2 separate regions of the Dromaius novaehollandiae genome follow, and region 2 is linked to region 1. The links are chromatin contacts, called in public Hi-C maps. All regions are on one chromosome and are shown on one strand. The core of a region is the stretch at or near the end of the contact, and the rest is flanking DNA. Distances in the headings are between cores, read along the strand shown.

The links. Hi-C and Micro-C count contacts between places; a contact is called where the count stands out from the background.
Region 2: a Hi-C map of brain shows a contact between it and region 1, with 2.5 times the contacts expected there. The contact joins the promoter of TIGD4 here to the enhancer-like site in region 1. A contact is called at or near these places in 2 of 4 Hi-C or Micro-C datasets (brain and liver).

Annotation. Positions count from the first base shown.
Region 1 is chr4:39,902,422-39,905,440 of bDroNov1.hap1, forward strand. All of the region lies in intron 1 of FBXW7 (F-box and WD repeat domain containing 7), which reads right to left. Among named protein-coding and RNA genes, the nearest start is that of FBXW7, 23 kb to the right of the region's middle. Within about 2 kb of position 1,515, at least 1 of the 2 cell types and tissues checked has open chromatin away from gene starts, as enhancers often do.
Region 2 is chr4:39,992,605-39,995,623 of bDroNov1.hap1, forward strand. It overlaps TIGD4 (tigger transposable element derived 4), which reads right to left and starts at 1,383. Exons shown (of 1, transcript XM_026104969.2): 1 at 1-1,383. The coding sequence starts at 771. It overlaps ARFIP1 (ADP ribosylation factor interacting protein 1), which reads left to right and starts at 1,438. Exons shown (of 10, transcript XM_026104948.2): 1 at 1,438-1,696. The coding sequence starts at 1,453.

The DNA.
Region 1 (3,019 bases), core at 265-2,764:
TGGATACATGTCAAGAAATTCCCCAGAATGATCTTGGGAACGAGCCTATGCCAAAAGCACTCTCGGACATCTAACATTTTTCTGTGTTAATGTGGATGTGCAGCTAATTGGAAAAAGACTCAAAGACGGTAAGTACTCTGGTCTGCTGTACCATATGTGTTGTTCCACTCTGTATCCATAATCCAGTGGACCCACTTGATGCAGTTGTTCCACTTATCCAGATATATACCATTTCTTATAGAAGGAAGCTGGGTTGATCCAGGCCTTTGTTATCTTAAGAGTAAATTATCACAATTGCACTCTATATACAGATACTTCTTGGGGCAACTCTAAAACAACACTCCATGAGAACATCTTGGGTCCTCACTGATTTGCATAAAGGCATCCATTTTTCTGGGCAATACTCTGGTAAATTGAGATAAATAAGATACTCAGTTTAACAGTTGATCTAAGTCTACATCCAGATTCATATGCAATATCACTAAATTATTCTTCAAGATCCTTCAGTTCTATAGCCATCTAAATATTCATTTAAAATATTAGGATTTAAACAGGAAAATAATGTATTATATACATCCTCCTTTTTTACTGGGAGGAAGTTCAATTCTTTGCAAACCACATCAGAAATTCCCAGTAGTTTGAAGCATTATATTATGTAATACTAAGTTTCTAGTATTATACTAAGTTCTAATCTCACAAAACCAAAAAAAAAGAAAGTATTACTATAAAAGTTATCAAAACCAGTCTAAACTGTAACAAAGAGACACAAGACCCTCATGAGGGCACCAAGCACCTTTGAAAATAGACAAGGATACTGATAAACTTCTCATTTCCCACAACTGAGACATTATCATCAATTCAGGGTTGACTATCAACTCAAGTTCATCCCATGATATAAAATTCTATCCAACTAATAATGAAGAATAATGGAAGCATTTATCAGGGAAGGAAGGGCTGCTTTTACACTTCCCATTTGTTTGCTCTTTTATAAAGTCAGGCAGAATATTTTGTCGGCAGTGCTCAGAACAAACAAACAGGAAAGAATTAAAATGGGATACAGTTCTCTCTCCCACTAACAGATGCACCAACAGAGAAGCACCAAAAGAAAGGGTAAAAATGAAACTAACTTAAAATTGACCAGTCTTTTTCAAAAATGAGAATTTCTTTGCTAAAAGAATTCCATTTTAATAATCCAATCGGAGGAGCATTTTCTCCCACAATTTGAATGCCATTTATACAAATCCCCAAACTTGAAAGAAGTGAAAAAACGCAAATCCTTTCTAATGGCATGTAGCATGTCAGATCCTTTCTGTTTGCTGTTGTTTAAATTAGCATGACAGCTACTCGAAAATCTGCAGAGCCCAAACATGGGAGAAAATACATTTTAGCAAACCAAGGAGCACCAGCAGCAGATCCAGGTGTTCCAGACATCTCTGCCCCCCAAGAGCTGGGTCCTGCAGCTCTGCCTCTGTTCTCGCTCATGAGCTGTAATTCTACCCACACAATAGCAGAAAGAGCCCGTTCCTTCCTGCAGCAGTAACAGGAGCATCTGTACTGTGTGCTATTTTTAGAAGCTACTAGTCCAGAGCAATTTAAGAGAGGAATGAAGAGCTGCAGGCCAGAATCCAGGATCTGCCTCCAAGCTACTGCCGGATCTGACTCAAAGGAAAGTGTCAAGCTCTTAGTGCCCTTCACCACCTAGAACAAGGGCACAAGCTGAGACAGGCTTGCTGGAGCAATGTTTTGCTTCTCTCACGTTGCTTCAGGATCTCCTGGAGGTCCACAGCAGGTTTTGTCTGCGGCGTTTCCAGCTCCAGGCAGGGATCACTTCGCAGATCATACTCAAATGACGTCTGCAGGCTCCTCTTTGTAGCCCAGGGGTTAAAACTTTTCATGGACAATGTAAGGCTTTTCTTCTGAATTACTGCGTGACTGCAGGATCCCAAACCCGAAGTTTAGGCCTATAATTCACATGCCTCAGCTTAATAGTGTTCAGTACTTCTTTCCAATTCACTGGACCACAGAAAGATATACGTTGAGTATCTGTGCACCAAATGATCTGTAGACTTTTATATCCACTCCTAGGAGTGTAATGCCAGATCTAAACTGTATACTGGAAATCAGAGTAAAGCACTACTTCATTAAATGACAATTCTAGCATGAGAAATTTTCAACCATTAAAATCAACATGTTTTCTTGGATTTTTTTGAAATTCATTTCAGACATGGGATATAAACAACATTATTTTAAAATAAAATATGAATAGTCTGTCTTACAGATAGTGATTTACAAGATCCATACAGGGCATTTAAAAGCTCTTAAAATTCAAGCTGTCTTCAAAAGGAAAAAGGGAAGTACTAACATTATCTTTTCTCAATATCCTGACCACTCTGAGGAAGTTTCTTCAGATTTCCTTGCGAGCTGCTTAAAAATTACAGGCAAAGTCTTCCCATAAGAAGAGAAAGAAAAGAAAGAAAATTATTGTATCTGACATTTGGATCTCAGAATTGCAAACAGCTAACTTTCCAGAGACTGAATCACATAATTTTGTGCTTCAAACTCTAACAAAAAGGGCTCGTGTTGTTTTAAGACTGCATTTGGTTTCTGTGAAGCACCAACAAACTCAGAGGAAGCTGTATCAAGGTCCTAGTTTCCTGAGGCAAAAGAAAATAAAAATGTGCACTTCTAGCAATAATGTGCCAGCATCAAAACTTGTAGTGACACATATCTTCGCATACCTATGGAGGAAGCAGATTGCCATTGAACTTTCAGTAAATATTCAGTGTCAATGAGGAGTATTAATGCATTCCTCCTCTCAGTTTTGTCTCTACAGCTTTGAAAATTCACACACACAATCTGCCAACCTTATTTCAGCCACAGGCTGTTCATATGCATTCTTTGCAATCAAGGACAACTTCAGTTCAGACATTTTACTACAAACACACGATGCAGGAGTTTCAACGCTAGACGTGCGCATACAATGCTAAACTCCAGCACCGATTTGCGGCTATATACTTGT
Region 2 (3,019 bases), core at 133-2,632, 90 kb after region 1:
CATATCGTTTGCTTCATAGTCCACAGGCAGCGACTTCACATCTTTGAAACAGCGTGGACTTCTGTTTTTCCCTATAACGAGCAAAGGAAGCTTCTCGGAGCCATCCATATTCGTGCCAACCACAACGGTTATTTGCTCTCGGCTCAGCTTACCAACAGAACAGGTTTCCCCTTTAAATGAAAATGTGTTATTAGGTAACATCTGATACAACAGTCCAGTCTCCTTTACATTAAACACGTTTTTTGGCTGGTAGTCATTCAAATAGTAAGGAAGAACATTTTGGTACCAAAGAGTCAAAGCATCCACTGCGGCAGTCGCAGCTGCTCCTGCCGGCCGCGCTCTGAGCACTAACCCATACCTTGACTTGAAACGATCAAGCCAGCCGTTACTGCACTTAAAATCACCGTGGCCGAGTTTCTGGGCAAAGTCGTTAGCTTTGAGGCGCAGCATAGGACCATTTACGGGCACGTTCAGGCACTGAGCGATCCTGTACCACTTCATTAACGCCTCCTCCAGATCGGTGTGGAAAGCAGTCCGCAGCCTTTTCCTTTTAGGATCAAACCCCAGAGATTCGAAGGCTTCCAAAACTTTGTCTTTGTTCTTCAAAATCGAAGACAGCGAATTCTTCTTTATGCCATACTTCGCTGCCACGTCTGCCTTTTTCTTGCCGCTCTCCACCGCGCTTATTATGTCAATCTTCTCCTCGATAGAAATGCTTTTTTTTTTCCTTCCTGTGGGCAGCGGCGCAGAGCTCCCCGCAGCCGCCGCCATGGTGCCCCGCGTTGCCTTGCGAGTGCCGCTCCGGGATGCCAGCGGCTTTAATTAGACCGAAGCATCCCGCTGTCGCAGGCATCGCCCTTGGCACAGCCGCCGGCGCGTCACTACCAGCACGGTCAATCTTAACTCCGCGAACGCCCGGGCAGGGGAAAAGGGCTTCGAAGCCGAGACGCGCATCCAGCGCTCGGCGAGGCCTAGCAGGGTGCCTCGGAGATGACTGTGGGGAAGTCTCCTCGTACGCAAGTGGAAGAACGAGTGAAAAAGGGAGGCTGCAGCTGCAGTGACGAGTCTGCCTGCAGGCACACTGAAAGTGTAGCTGATTTCTGGGTTTTGGGGGGATTTACACGCCCCAGGTGGTCATCCCCCTTCCCTGCCCGACACCAACAGGCGCTAAGAGCATCTTGCCGGCGGTGCGCAGCGCCCCTTACAGCGCCGAGCTGCCGCCCCGGCCGCCGCTGGGGCGAAAAATAAAAATACAGGCAGGACCGAGCCGCGGGCGGAACCCGGCAGAGAGGGCGGTGTTGACGGGGGGGAGATGGGCGGGGGGGCACACGTGGCGGGGCGGGGGGGGGGAGTGAGGCGCGGTGGCCCCGGATGTTGTTGCTAGGGTTACCGCTTGGCGGGGGAGCGACCATAGACAGGTGTGCCGTGGGCTAGAGAGGCGAGCCTTACGGCATGTCCTCAGCGGGGCCACCGTCAGCCGTACTTCCGGCCAAGTACTTCCGGCTCCAGCTGGTACCGGAGGAGGAAGGAAATAAACCTGGAGACGGGCCCCGCCGCCGCGTCCTGCCCCGCCCCGCCCCGCCCGCCCGGCCTGGCCCGGCCCGGTTTTCCTTCCTCCCCTCCCCCCTCCCTCCCTCTCTCCCCTTTCCCCCGCCCCAGCACGAGGCGCCCGGAGCGGCAGCAGCGCCGCCGGCAGGTGAGGGCGGACGCTGCGCAGCGCCGGAGCGAGGAGCCGCCGGGCCGGGCCGGGGGCGGCGGTTGGGCCTGGCGCCTGCGCGGCCCCGCGGAGCGCGCGGGGGTCGCCGCCGCCGCCGCCGCCGGGCGGGAAGGGCAGCGGAGCTGGAGCTGGAGCTGGGTGGAAGGAGGCTTTGGGGGAGGGGGGGAAGGGGAGAGAAAACTCAGCGCAGAGGGAAGACTCCCCGTGCTGCGTGAATTTCGTGCTCCTGAGGGTGTTCCGCGCCCTTACGCTTACTGTGCTGGGTGTTCGGGTTTGTCGTTTGCAGCTCGCTGTGCTGGGTTCACCAGCAACGTGTGGAAGCGCTGCGGTGTTGTGCCGCGAGCAGGTGCTGTACCCGTTACTGCGTACAGGCTGTAGGCAGTTCCCGCTGGCGTTTGATCTGTCGGTTTTAGCTCAAAGCACTTCCCAGCCTCTCGTCTCACTTTCCTTGACCTGGATGTAGTTTCAGTGCCTAACGTGTCCTTTCTAGGTTTGGTGGAGCTGGTAACAGGGTTCGTCGTTTGCTGGCACTGGCTTTGTTATCTATATATTGGTTCGCTAGAAAGGGTAACTTAAGGGTCTTTGGTAGGGCTGGAGAAGGATGCAATGTGATCTGTGTGGCTCGAAGGCTTACAACTGAGTCATTAACTTATAGATGTATTTGTGTATATATGTATGCGTACATACAATTAAAACAGAAAAAATAAATAATACAGAGAAACGTTAAATTGGAAGTTAAGGCAATATCTCGATCACATGGTTCTTCCTGTTTTCCCAGAAGTCATAACGGGAGCCTTAGTTCATCTGGAGAAGAGCAAGCAGAGTGTTAAAGTGGTGAGGGGCAGGCTGTTCTGGTGTGGGGACTGTGGATATTAGTTACAGGCCTGACCCCAGTCTTCATCTCTGGTGCCTTGTAACTTTCCTAGCAGCATAATTAGCTTTTGTAAGTGTAACTGAAGCAATGGAATAAACTGACTTACAAATAGTTATTTCAGAAACATGAGAAAATCTTTTTATAAAGTAGAGTTTGGTTTTTTTTGTTTTTCTTTTTTTTGCTTTTCATCCTTCCTGTACCTAACAGCAACCCAAAAAGCCACTTCTGTTGCTTGTGTATAGGAGCAGCAAGGGAATTGCAAGAGCATGAAGAGGAAACCATGCTGTGATTTTCAGCAGAAAGTGTATAATGCAGTTCTTTAAATTCTTTAAAAAAAAAAAAAAAAGCACTTGATCTTGACAAGATTTAATATTCTTCTTAGTAAGTTATAAATTAAGATTAAGAAAGTATGTATTAAATCATTATTT